Regions from separate parts of the Cricetulus griseus genome. Here region 2 is linked to region 1. A link is a contact called in public Hi-C data. All regions are on one chromosome and are shown on one strand. Each heading gives the region's core, a stretch centred on a gene start, on an enhancer-like site or on the middle of the called end of the contact. The rest is flanking DNA. Distances are from core to core; before and after follow the strand shown. Region 1 has its middle 69 kb from the start of Znf706. Region 2 holds the start of LOC118239369 (proline-rich protein 2-like).

The links. Hi-C and Micro-C count contacts between places; a contact is called where the count stands out from the background.
Region 2: a Hi-C map of the CHO-K1 cell line shows a contact between it and region 1, with 5 times the contacts expected there. The contact joins the promoter of LOC118239369 here to the enhancer-like site in region 1. A contact is called at or near these places in 3 of 8 Hi-C or Micro-C datasets (the CHO-K1 cell line and fibroblasts).

The regions. Positions count from the first base shown.
Region 1 is chr10:14,460,092-14,466,562 of CriGri-PICRH-1.0, reverse strand. No RefSeq gene overlaps it. Among named protein-coding and RNA genes, the nearest start is that of Znf706, 69 kb to the left of the region's middle. Within about 2 kb of position 3,087, at least 5 of the 6 cell types and tissues checked have open chromatin away from gene starts, as enhancers often do. A contact at or near this core is called in the CHO-K1 cell line and fibroblasts, where this site is marked.
Region 2 is chr10:14,529,154-14,535,855 of CriGri-PICRH-1.0, reverse strand. It overlaps LOC118239369 (proline-rich protein 2-like), which reads left to right and starts at 2,857. Exons shown (of 3, transcript XM_035449662.1): 1 at 2,857-2,866; 2 at 3,103-3,200; 3 at 3,328-4,224. The coding sequence starts at 2,857. The coding sequence ends at 4,224. Znf706 (zinc finger protein 706) reads right to left here and starts at 3,977. Exons shown (of 4, transcript XM_027431487.2): 1 at 3,747-3,977; 2 at 236-372. The coding sequence starts at 370. It overlaps LOC118239357 (a long non-coding RNA gene), which reads left to right and starts at 4,246. Exons shown (of 2, transcript XR_004771273.1): 1 at 4,246-5,305.

The DNA.
Region 1 (6,471 bases), core at 1,838-4,337:
TATTGTTACACATTCATTAATATAACAATGGATTTTACTATGACATGTCCATACTTGTGTATTGTGTATTTTGATCATATTGGTCTCCCATCACCTTCTGGCCAGCTCCCACTCCTGTTGATCCCCTCCCTCTTTCCAACTCATCCTCTGTTTTCATGTTTTTGTGAACCGATGAGTTTCCTTAGCGTTGCTTGCAGAAGCACAGGCAAGAGTTTATTTACAGGAGTACAGGCACCTTAGTGGCTACACCACAGAAGAAAACGTCCTCCGCTCCCCAGCAGCCACAAGGATGGTTTTTGCTTTTGATTTTAACTTCCTTTTAACCCGAAAGTAATTTTCACAACTTTCATCAACAAAGAAGACTGGGTTCCCACCTGCCTTCTATAGGGTAAAAGGGACAGCCAAAGAAACACACCCTGACCCTGAGACCGGAGACAAGAGGTTAAAAAGGGCCAGTGAAAGAAACACACTCCATCCCTGGCCAACTCAGTACAAATAAACAATCCCTGAGCAGGAAAACCAACCAATCCCTGAGCACGAAATCTTGTCAGTCTGTGAGTTTGTCCAAGTTTAGGGATTGGAGTTTGAACAATTCCTACACTGGAAAAATTCTACCTCTGAGAAGCCCTATATAAGCCCTGTACCTGCTGAGTGGGGGCCGCCTTTTCCACCCGGGCACAGGCAGCCACCCGCTTGGATTCTTCCATCCCGGTAAATTCCTGAATGAGGTTTGAGGAAGACCTTTCCCAGGAATGGGAACAGAGAAGTAACAGCTTTCACTAGAGGGAGGGGCGAGCAGAAATGTAACAACTTTGCTAGGGTAGCAGAGTTTGTTACACTCCGGGGGACCTCAGCAGAAATGTAACAACTTTACTGGGAAAACCTCCCCTGACAATTGGAGTTGTTACATTGGGGAAACCTTTCCCTGGAGAAGGGCTGTAAGTTGCTGTGTTTGGGTGACTCTAGTATTCCTTGGCTCCTGACTCCCAGGATCCTTTTTCATCTGAGCTGCAATGCTTACACCTTTGACACTGTTGGCTATGATATCCACCTAGGCTGCAAGTATCTCTCTGAGATACTAATGAGTCTGCCTTTCTAGACTCATCTTAGGATTTTGTTTGTTTATTATTTGTGTGGTGTGTGTGTGTGTGTGTGTGTGTGTGTGTGTGTGTGTGTTTGAATATATGCTAAGCGTATGTGTGTGCCTTCAGAGACCAAAGGCATCGGATTCTCTGGAGCTAAAGTTACAAGTCATTGTCACTGCCTAACATGGGTGGCTGGGAACTGAATCTGGGTCCTCTGGATGAGCAACAGGTGCTCTTAGCCACTGGGCCATTTCTCCAGGCCATGAAGTGACTTCTTAGAAATGCAGAGGCCACGGCCATCATCAGAGAATCTCTTGGCAGTACGTGGGGATTAACAGAGACCTACAACTGGCCAGTGTTCAGGGGTAGAGAATAGCCCCTCAAATTAATGGCCATCTATAGATTTCCTGGATCATGGTGCTTGTTTGCAACTGTTCACTCAGGAAGAACTTCAGCAAGGACACAGTTGTGAGGTGGCTGTGCCTGGATGTCTGATAGCTCCCCCTCCCCCCCCCCCCCCCCCCGTGCTATGCTCACAAGTGGCCACAGAGATGTCTGCCTCCTAATTCCAGGAATGTAGCTCTGAATAATCAATGCTACAGATGTGTTCCTGTAGGGGAAGCTATAGCGACGCCTACTTAGGGGCTGGCCACAGGTGTGCCTGACCATTAAGGGTGCTAAAATAAGGAGATTATCCTAAGACACCTGGACAGGCACAAGGTGGCCACAGGGCCCTTATATCCTGGAGGAAGGAGACTAGAGTGGGTAGCAGGGGAGGGACAACCTCAGGAAGAGGTAAGGGTGACTTGAGGGAAAAGTCACAACCAGAGAATGTGGGCAGCCTCTGGAAGTTAGCAGAGATGGAGAGCAGACTGCCCAGTAGAGCCGAGCTTTGACTTTAGCCTCAAGGTTACGAAGAACAGTATCAGACGGTTGTCAATCTCTTGGTAATCTGGGGAACTAGATGAGGCTACACATTGAGTTTCACTTGAGTGCTCTCTGTCTTCTGTATTTTACATTTTTCCATGGCTGAGTAAAGTGGAAGAGAACTGTGGCCTTGGGGACCAGGACAAATGATGAGGCTGTGGCACTAAGGAGTGTTCTTTCTCCTGGGGCTGCAGAGATGGCTCAGAGGTTAAGAGCATTTAAGGCTCTCACAGAGGACCCAAGTCTCATTTCCCAAACTAGAACCAGCTGGCCCTCAAACACCTGTAACTCCAGGTCCAGGGGATCCAATGCCCTCTTCTGACTTCACCTCTTTACAGACACAGACAGACAGACAGACAGACAGACAGACACACACACACACACACTAAAAATCATTCTTAAAGGGAAAGGGCTCTCTTATGGAAGTGTGTCTGTCCTTGGTCTGGGTTGTCAGATCAACCTGAGCATTTTTTAATCTGAGGCAGATGGATGCGGCCAGCCACCTGTTCCTGGTCAGCATTCCAGAATCAGGGCGTCTCCAGCTTGCTTCAAAGAGCAACGAGGAGATTCTTGAGGCAGCTTGGCCATATCTGTCATCTCTCTGTCTGACACTGGTGATGAGGCTGCTCCAAAGAAGATGGACAGAGTGCCGGAATGTACAGGCCCAGGCCTGCAGTCCTTTGGGCTCTGAAACCTCAGCTGTGCTTATTTCTGTCTTGAGGACCGAGGTTCCTCTTCCCTTTAAAGACTCTTAATGAATAAGCAGGGTGTTCAGGTACCAGAAGGAGGCAGGGGTTGGTAGCAGTTCCGAGCCTGAGGCTTTCAGCTGATTTTGTCTGCTAACAAAACACGAGCTTTCCTTCTCCGAGTGATGCTGGGACAGCCCCCTAAAGAGGCTTTGGGAATGGATCCAACTAGGGAACCAGTGAGATGATTCAGCAACCACAGACTGGCAAGGCACAAGGCATTTCTAGCTGCTGACCGAGCTCTGCTACCCAGTTTACAGGGCTGCATCAGCAACCACCACCAGCAGCAAGGCCTGGATACCTTTGCTCTGAGATCATCATCAAGGAGCAGGGAGTCCTTAACTACTCAATGGCTTCACCCAAGGCCTGTACATGCCATAGACCTGGACAACTCAGAACTCAGACTTGCAGGCCAGACTTAGATGGCATGAGACATGCCAAAGCTCTCCCAGATGGTCCCAGTCACACCCAGATGGTATGATTCAGGTTGGGGTCACTTAGCCTCTATGCAACAAGTCACTTCCCCCTAAATCCTTGCCCATAGCCCCTTGCAAGTTTGGTTATTAGCCAGGTGTTGGTGGCACACACCTTGAATCTCACCACTTGTGAGGCAGAGGCAGGCAAAGCTTTGAGTTCGAGGCCAGCCTGGTCGACAGAATGAGTTCCAGGACAGCCAGGGATACACAGAGAAACCCTGTCTCCAAAACCAAACAGCCTGCATATTTTTAATTGATGTAGTTTGTACGTTTGCGATCCATTCACAGGCTTGTGGTGAATGAATAATGTTTTAAAGATTTCAGAGAAAGGGACGGTGTATCAAATGAGACTAACTAATTCCAGGCTTCGGGAGAAAAGCTGTGAGGGCTCTGGAGAGTCCCTAAAATTACCTTCAGATGGTCTTGCAGAGCGCGGTCCACAGCGCCACCTGCTGGACAAAGATACGCTAGGTTTATTCTAAAATTCCCTCTAGGACTGAGTGCAGGGATTGACTGGAAAGACAGGCTGGCCAGAGGCATGCAGGCTGCTGGAGGGTACCATCGGGTACGTGCAGATGCGGGTCTGTGTGGACATCTTCAGGATGACGCAAAACACAATGGGTTAAGATTTCACCCGATTCCCAGACGTAAAACCAAAGCCTGTTCTAGGAAAGATCAGAGTGGAGAGGTTTCTTGGGGTCCGAGCCAGGGAAATCAGCCTTGAGAATCTTCAAGTAACTCTAGCAAGCATGAGGCCAGTGGGGGATGCTGCTCCGTCTTTCAACATCTGTTGCTTTGGGGCCTGAATGAGGTGATCGCACCAAGACTGGCGTGTGGTCTTTGACCAACTTCCCAGATCCAGAACGACAGGGGACCCAGCTGTCAGAAGGGTTATTCCAAGCACTTAATCAATTTACCAAATGCTTGATTTCTGCTTGAGAAGCTTGAGAGGGGACTGGCATTTTTATTCTGCAGCCTCATCCTTAGAAATAAATCTCTGTGCCGCCTCTCGATCTTTGTGCCTCTTTTCTTTGTCTCTTTTACACACACGTGGATGAATACCTGCACACATTCACACAATTTAACACATCTAACACCCTCTTCTGCCTCCCCACCCCCTCACAAGGTTACTGTAATGGAAAAAAAAAAACTGAGAATAATCTCTGAACAGCTGAGGTTAATTAACCTGGAGCGTGGGTTCCTCAGACCTTAGGGGCTTCTACTCTATGGTACCCAGTGCAGAGAACACGTGTAACAAATGTTCCACCCCAGCTGGGTTCTAAGGCAATGCTCTTAACCACTGTGCCATCGCTCTAGCCTTACCCCCAAGCCCTGTTCCCATTTTTTCCTTTTCCTTTTCTGTTTCCTTTTCCTCCCTCCTTTCCTCCTTCATTGCAAGCAGCTTTCCCCCTATATTTTAAGGATGGAAGATGATTGTACCTTGGTGAGTGGCATTGTCTGTCACATGGCACAGAAATGACTTATTCCTGGAGTAGAAAGAATGCCACTCTACCGACTCCTCAGGGTGACACGAGACTGTAGGAGAACATGAGTACATTAAAATCATGATGTTAGTATCCAGGCATCTGTACTGGCCTGTCCTTGGGAAGTCTTACAGCATACGCCCTCAGCTGCAGCCACTAAAAGCATCATCTGTGCGCATTCACTGTGTTCCTTTGAAAAGGGCCCCGCCCACCTCCCATCCTCTCGCTGCTTCTCTGCCTGTCTGTCTCTCTCTCTCCTGTCCCCAGAGACTGGTCTCCCCTTTCCCCCTCCCCCTTTTCCCATTCAATGCCCCCCCAATTTAAAAACCTCCACCCAAGTTCTGTTGGATGGTCTCTTTCTCTTGTGCCACTTTTTAAAATATAACACATATCAGAAAGATCAGGCCTGGGAACTTACAGTATACACCAGATTGAGGAAAGGGTGCAATGAAAACGTAGAGTGACCTATTAATTTCTGGTTTTAAAGCACGCGTCTACACGAAGTCCAGAAATGTGGAAGCCCATCGTGACTGGAACACAGCTTGCTGTAAAGCGTGTTTAAAGACCCATGGCTGGTTGCCATTCCCAGCTAAACTTTCGGTGCGCCCAAGGCCACTGTGGCACTTTGGCCAGCAGGTGGCGATGTTGTGTTGCAGGGGATGAGGCGAGATTTGGCGGTTGTTACCTTCGTTTCTGTGCTTGGAAAGGAAATGGAAGACTGGGGTTAGAGTCTGGGGGACTCTGCCTTACAGCAACACCGGTGCTTCATGCTGCATCCTTGTCATGGTTGGAGGTCAGGCGGCTCTCCCCGGACTTCAGGTCACCTCAGGAATCTGCATCAGAGTTGCCTGGGCCCCTCCTTGCTGCAGGAGAGCAGACAATCATCGGAGTCCCCGCCTGCCACTTTGACTACTAAGAACCCTGAATTTGGGGCTGGAGAGATGGCTCAGAGGTTAAGAGCATTGGCTGCTCTTCCAGAGGTCCTGAGTTCAATTCCCAGCAATCACATGGTGGCTCACAACCATCTATAATGAGATCTGGTGCCCTCTGCTGGTATGTAGGTAGAACAGTGTATATGTAATAAATAAATCTTAAAAACAAAAACAAAAACAAAAAACCCTGAATTCAAACACTAACTCAGGAAGAAACTAAAAGTGCTGTGACTGGGACAGAGATTTAACTGGCAGAATGCTTCCTTGACGCGTGTTAGGCCCTGCGTTCAAGCCCCAGGGTTGGTGGGGCTTGCTGCACTTGCTGCTCTTTGTGGAAGACCTGGATTTGGTTCCCAGCACCTACAACGGGTGGCCCTCAACTGCCTGTAACTCCAACTCCAGGGTGTTCACAGCCTTCTTCTGCCCTCCAATCTGAGAACCGGGGACGTTATGTAACCGCATGCTGGACAATGACCACTGCAGTTTGGTAAGGGTATGGGGTGGGGGCTAGAGAAAAGGGGGTCGCCTATGGTTAGTGCACGATACATACGCGCACAGAGGGGTCCCACTGACCCCCCCTTTAGCATGCACACTGACAAACGTTAATCAAATATGAACAGAAAAAGGTCTGCAGTAAACGGTACTCATTGCAGCTGTGTCTCCTCGTGACTCAGGAGCGCTTCTAACAAGCTCTAAGGGTCAGCCGATGGGTGTTGGTGGCACACGCCTTTAATCCCAGCACTCGGGAGGCAGAGGCAGGAGGATCTCTGTGAGTTCGAGGCCAGCCTGGTCGCCAGAGTGAGTGCCAGGATAGGCTCCAA
Region 2 (6,702 bases), core at 1,608-4,107, 70 kb before region 1:
CACAAGGGGCAGAACTTTGTTTTGTCATTTTCCTGCGTGCACAGCCACAGGAACCACACAGAAAATGTTTCTTGAATGTGTGACTGTAGGATGGATTCCGAAAAGAAAACCACTCTCGAATCTGAGTTCAAATAAACCGTCCATTTTGTTGTGGAGGGGCGTGAGGGGGACTTAACCTATACATATTTGCAGGGTAAGAGCTGTCTACCAGAAAGCAGTCTATGGGGTCCCTTACCCTACAGACTGTGCAGGTATATATTAAGGCAGCTTTGGCAGCAGCCTTTTGGTCGTGGCCTTGTTTCTTCTTTTGTCCAGCCTGCTTTTTGGCATTTTTCTGCTGAGACTGAATCTTCTGCTGTCCACGAGCCATATCTAAAACAGAAGGTTAGGCATCAGAGTTAGCATCAATTTAAGCATTCAGTGATTTTCTAGTAGTTCTCTTTTAGTAATCAGAAACTACCTAAAATCTTTAAAACTATTTTTATTTCATGTACATTCCTGTTTTTCCTGCATATGTGTCTGTATGAAGGTGTCAGATCCCCTGAAACTAGAGTTACGGGCAGTAATGAGCTGCCATGTGGGTGCTGGGACTTGAACCCGGCTCATCTGGAAGAGCAGCCAGTGCTCTTAACTGCTGAGCCATCTCTAATACTGGCTACTTAAATTTTATAGAGATGTTTAGCAAGCCATGTGAATGGAATTTCAAACTCACATACAATGCTGCTAGATTAGAAGTAAATACAAGGCCACCACGGAAATCTGGTTGGTAGTTGTGTACACTGTGACCTCAAATTCCTCTCTTGGTACTAGTGCAATAGAATCAAATGTTATGAACACCAAGGCATATACATAGTGCCTGTCCTAAAACTAGAGATGGCTCAAAAACCAATCAGTTGTAAAAATAGATAACACACAGAGGAATGTCAGGCACCATTCAAAAATAATCACTTCTAGCCAGGCCTGGTGGCACACACGCCTTTAATCCCAGCACTCAGGTGCAGAGGCACGCAGAAAGTTCCAGGCCAGCCAGGGCTACAAATTGAGACCCTGCCTCGAAAAACAAACAAAAGAAATTATTTCTACGAGTTTGTATCTCAATATCAAGGAAAGAGGGCAGTTAGAAAAAAATTATATTGTACAAAGTTCAAAACAGGCAGAGTCACAGTTAAAGAGGTCACTTTGCTATTTACAGAGTAATGACTGAGGAGAGATGACAGGAGAGGCATTGGAGGGTGATGAAAATGTTCTGTACCTTAAAACAGGTAATGATTATAAGGTATGTGTGTACTTGCTTTTAAAAATTCAATCATCGGGGCTGGGACTGGAATCGCAAAGGCCCCGTCTCAGCACTGGAGGCGGAGGGAGAAAGGCTTCACGCTCCGGTCAACCTGGCCTACAGAGCAAGACCATAGCCCACTCCCAAAGGTTTTCCTTCTCTTTCACTCTACCGAGATGATGCTCCAAAGTTTAGTCTCCCTTCATTGTTTGATTATAAAAGTAGTCAAGTGACAAAGTTAACTTCCCTCCCCAACAGCCTCTACTGTGACTTATAACTCGAGGTTTTTTTTTAAGTGCCACTAGCTAAAAGAGGTCACAGGAGGACAGCAATTGTTCCTTTCAGTCCTTGGGCTTCAATAAACTATTATGCTATCAAATGTTCCTTTAAAAGTTCTTTCCCACATGGAAACACAGGGATATGGAGTATAGAGGTTGTGGTGAACAACTTCCGGATTCCAACTCAGACCCTCAAGGCTTGACAGCACCTTCATCTGCTCAGCCACCTGGCAGGCCCAGCCACACAAATTATAAGGACCAATTAGTCTTCTGGTATAAGGGTACCTTCTGCAAAGCTGAAAATGTCTTCCTACTCTTTGCTACTGACCGCCTGGAGTGAAAAATGTGTTACGACAAATTGTAACCTGAGAGAGTCCTGTGAAAACCAGACTGCTAGTTAGGCAGCACAAATTAAACCTGTTCACACAGGACCTAGCAGACAGTGCTTTTGAAGCATGTGAAAGTTAGATCCTATGTCATTTTGAACAGCACTGTAATTACATCCTAAACTTTGAAATCACTGAAAGACAGGAACATACAAGGACCTTAGCAGAAGAGGGCTAGCCTTTTCTGACTGGAACCCTCATTAGTTACTGGACAGAAAGTCAAAAGTGTTTCACACAAACAGTCAAGAGCTCCCCTCCCAACCTCCCTGCCCCCAATGGAAACTGGACAAATGTACACTTACTGGACACTTTCCCACTGCTGTTACACAATGCACTGAAAGTCTGATAAAACAGCCAGGAGAATTAATGCTTTCCCTATAAAGCCTGTCCAGTCTTTCACTAACTACAAGAATGTTTAATATGCTAGTCTAATAGAAGAAATCCATAACCATCCAAGGCAAATAGCTACTGTTTATCATAAAGATTACACTTCATTTTTGCGATTTAAACCAATCCCAGGCTGACCTTGAACTCACAGAGATGTACCTGCCTCTGCCTCCTGAGTGCTGGGATTAAAGGCGTGTTGCATTACGCCCAATGGCATATTTAAAAGTACGTTTTGATGTGGGTCTTCAATCTATGCACACCAGCACTTTGAAAACATTCTTAACGTCCATCTGTCTTCGTATCAGAGCCTTGCTAAAACATCTGGTTACTTCAGACCTAACTCTTCCATACAATACGGTTGGTTACGTATGCGAAGACACTACTTTTGAGGAACAGTCCTTAGGAATTTTATCTTTGCTCTATGAAGTTACAAAACAGCACATCACCAATTCCAGAACTCTCCATGCAACCTAGAAGTTAGAACAGCTATTTCTGATAACCTTTCCCATGCACCGTACTCTTAACAACAATGTCACCGGGTGAGGGAAGCCTCTTTTCAACTTTCGGATTTAGGGCTTCGTACCTAAAGCACGACAGCACACCTGGGATTTAACCCCATTTCCTTTACCACCTCGCAACAGTAACAAAACGGCCTGTGTCCACTTGTTCTTTCTGAAGACACAAAAAAACACAAAAAACAAAAAAACGCAACACCAGGCAGAGGAGATCCGCTCTAACAGGCTAGCTGCGTGGGGCAGGCCCTAACTTCTGACAGGGCACCGGTTTCCTTTGCGAAAGCAGAAGTGCAAGCGGCGCAACCACCTGCTTTCGGACAGCTCAGCTTACGATCTGCTCCCGACCAAGCCCCTCGAGGTCTCGACAAAACCCTGCGGCCAACTGAAAAGGCCACAGACAGACTCATCGTTTGCAGACAGCTACCCGCTGGTTTTCTCTCTTTCCTTCTCTCTTTTTTAACGAAACTTTTCCATCCTCCCCGGAGGCTGCAAAGGAGCTGAGAACCAGGAAAAAAGAGTTCTTGGAAAACCAGGGCGCTTGGGAAAGGAGGCAACAAGTCAAGCCCGGCCCTGAGGGGCCGCTCACACCCCGACAACTTCCTCCGAAGCCGGGTAGCCGGGGAACAGGCTCGCACTCTGCAGCCAGCCCCAGGGAGAGGCCCAGGCCGGCTCCGCGGCCCGATCCGGGCTTCGAACACCCGATCGTGGGCAGACTCCACCCCGCGGCTGCAGCTCAGCCCAGCCCGAGGCCTGGGGGGAGCCCGCAGCCCCGCGCCTGCTCCGCACGGAGCCCGATGCTCACCCGCTCGCCCGCCCGCCCGCTCGCCCCGCCTCCCGCCGCCCGCCGCCGCCGCCGCGTGCCCTCCCACCCCGGCTCCCGCCCGCGTCCAGCGGCGCCGCTCACCCGGGCCGGGGCCGGTCTGGCGTCCGGGAGACCGCGCCGCGCGAGAGGGAGCCGGGCAGGGCGAGCAGGGAAGGAAGGGACGCGCCCCGCACCGCTTGGGGCCTCCGCCAGCCGCCGAGGACGGACCGAGCAGAGCCGGGAGCACAACAGCCCGCGCCTCGCACGCCCGCTCGCTCGCACGCCCGCTCGCACGCTCGCACACCCGCCGCAGCGCGCGCCCGCCAGCCAGCCCGCTCGCCCGCTCGCCCGCTCGCTCGCACGCCCGCCCTTCCTCCTTTCCCTCCGCGCCCGAGCCCGAAGCGGGGCCCCGTCTGCTCGTGCGCGCGCACGCCGCGCCGTGCTCCCGCCCTTCCGCCCGCGAGGCCCCGCCCCTCGCCCTTCCCGCGGCCGCGGGCGCCCCGCCCCTCGCGCGCGCCCGCCCGCCCGCGCCCGCCCTTCCGGCCGCGCCGGCCAATGGCAGCGCTCCCCTGTTACATAAGCGCGGAGGGGGCGGGGCCTCGGGCGGGAACCGCAGGGCCAGCGCCCTTGCTCCCTCCCTCGCTCGCCCGCTCGCCCGTGCGTGACCCCCCGGGCCTGGCGGGCGAGCGGCTCGCCCGTTCTCCCGCTCACCCGCCTCGTTAGCGCTTCCCTGGCCGGCCGGGCAGCCCGATGAGGCGGTAGCGGCACCGGCCTGGGAGACGCCTGGACCCCCGCGTGGCCGCGGCTCGGCCGTGACCCCCATGTCAGGCTCGCAGCCATTGTTCTCTCACCGGTTCCCGGCCCCGGGTATCTCTGGCCCCCGGCCCGGGGCTCTGCACGGAGCTGGAGGCTGGAGCCTGACCCACCGGGCCCCCGGCTGCTGCATCGCTGATAATTGGGGGGGAAAGAAAAGAGTTTAAAGGTGACATCCCCTCCCCCCCACGTGGTGAGCTCCAAACAACCTGGTTCAGAGCGGTCGCAGTTGTCTAGGATGAGAGGGAGGGAGCCCTGTCTACTGGTGTTCAGAAAGGGCCTGGTAAAGGTCTACACTCGCGGCCCTCCGACCTGCTGCTTTCCGGTTAGAGCTAAATAGATACACTGTATCCGTGGCCCTAAAAATAAGTAAATAAAGAGAAGGCTGCCCTGGATAGAACTCTGACCCTCCCGTGAGTGAGTGAGTGAGTGAGTCACCGCAACCCAGCCTGAATCTCACATTTGCCTGGCACTCCCCCGGGGAATACTGAGGATGAGAAGAGTCCTAATTTACCTGGGCTCTGACGGCTGGGTCACAGGGCTGCTGGAGCGAGCCACAAACAGGAGAGCTTGCTCCATACTGCGTGTGCAACTGGGCCGTGATTGGCGTGTGCCGGTGTGTGATTCGTTCCGCCTTACCCTCACATGCCTTTGTTAACATTTAGTGACATGCTTTTAGGTTTTGTGACTACCGAGGGTGGAAGGCTGTAAACTCAGTTTTATTACTGTTTGCCAGGGCCCAGGGATGTGTTGAGGAAAAAAAAGAAAAAAAAGTTAAAGAAAATGGTTATTGAACAGAACGCGTCTAAAGAGAATGGGGTTTGAAACACATATCATGAAGCTACAAGGTTAATAGCCTTTTTAAAAAAAATGTTTATTTTATGTGTATGAGTGCTCTGTCTTCACCAACACCAGCAGATCCCGTTAGTTACAGATGGTTGTGAGCCAACATGTGGTTGCTGGGAATTGAACTCAGGACCTCTGGAGGAACAGCCAGTGCTCTTAACCCCTGAACCATCTCTCTAGTCCCCACCCCCAATAACGTTGATATCTTAATAGTTAATAGTTGTCACGTTTATAATTATATTAACCTGTCTTGTGGAATGAGATCCTTGAAGGATCTAGAGATGGTAGAACAAAAAAAAAAAAAAAAAAAAAAAAAAAAAACCTGTCTATAGCTAGGAATGACAATGGACAGTGGAAAGGGCCATGAAGTCTGTGGGGGCCAGACCCGGATGGGATGGGTCTGATGACTTCTGATTTGAAGCAGAATTGGTGTGTTGATGGGTAGATGTCCTTTTGTATATATGTTTCTCTTATTGGTTGTGAATAAAACACTGTTTGGCCAATAGCCAGTAGAGGCAGGAAGATAGGCCAGGCAAGGAGACAAGAATTCTGGGAAAGGTAGGCAGAGAAGGCCAGAAGGGGACACATGGAGGGACCGGTAGGATAGGGCGTGCAGGGCATTCTGTGGTAAGATAAGGCCATGTAGAAATACATAGATTAATAGACATGGGTTACTAATTAAGACAGAGCTAGCCAATGAGCCCTAGTCATCAGCCAATAGTTTTGTAATTATTATAGTGTTTGCATGCCTGTTTGAGGCTGAGAAGGGCAGCAGGACCTGGCGGGACTCTTTTCTCCCGTGACTTAGGGGGAATATTCATAAAAGCCAGTGTTCTTTGAGTTTTTGATTCATATCTCATTTGAGAATTTGGTAAAAGCTATAGGTAGCTTATATCAGGTCTGTGCTTTGTTAGTCAGGGCGTGTCTTGGGAATTGCTAGGTGTCCAGCGATAGCCCTGCCTGATGCCATCAGTATCCCATTTCCAGCGGTGGCAACTAGAAACGTTTGAAGAAGCTGGGTGTGGTGGCCCTCGCCTTTAGTCCTAGCACTCAGGAAGCAGGGGCAGGAGGATCTCTTGAGTTCCAGGGCAGCCTGGTCTACAAATCCAGGCCAGGGCTGTCACACAGAGAAACCCTATCTTGGGGGGAGAAAAAGAAAAAAAAAGTCTGAAGACATTTACAGATATTCCCTGTGTGATCAGCGTTTACAGCAGTAAACTTGAAAATATTTCTTCCTTTGTTGTCTCCTCTTTATCCGCACAATGTTTTTGTTTTTTGTTTTTTTTTTTTGTTTTTTTTTTTTGAGACTGCTACCCAGACCCTCTTGTCTTCTGTCTGCTTTTTACCCTTGAAGGCGTCTTCTTCATTCCATTGTCTGAGCGCCACTGCCTAGAGAGTA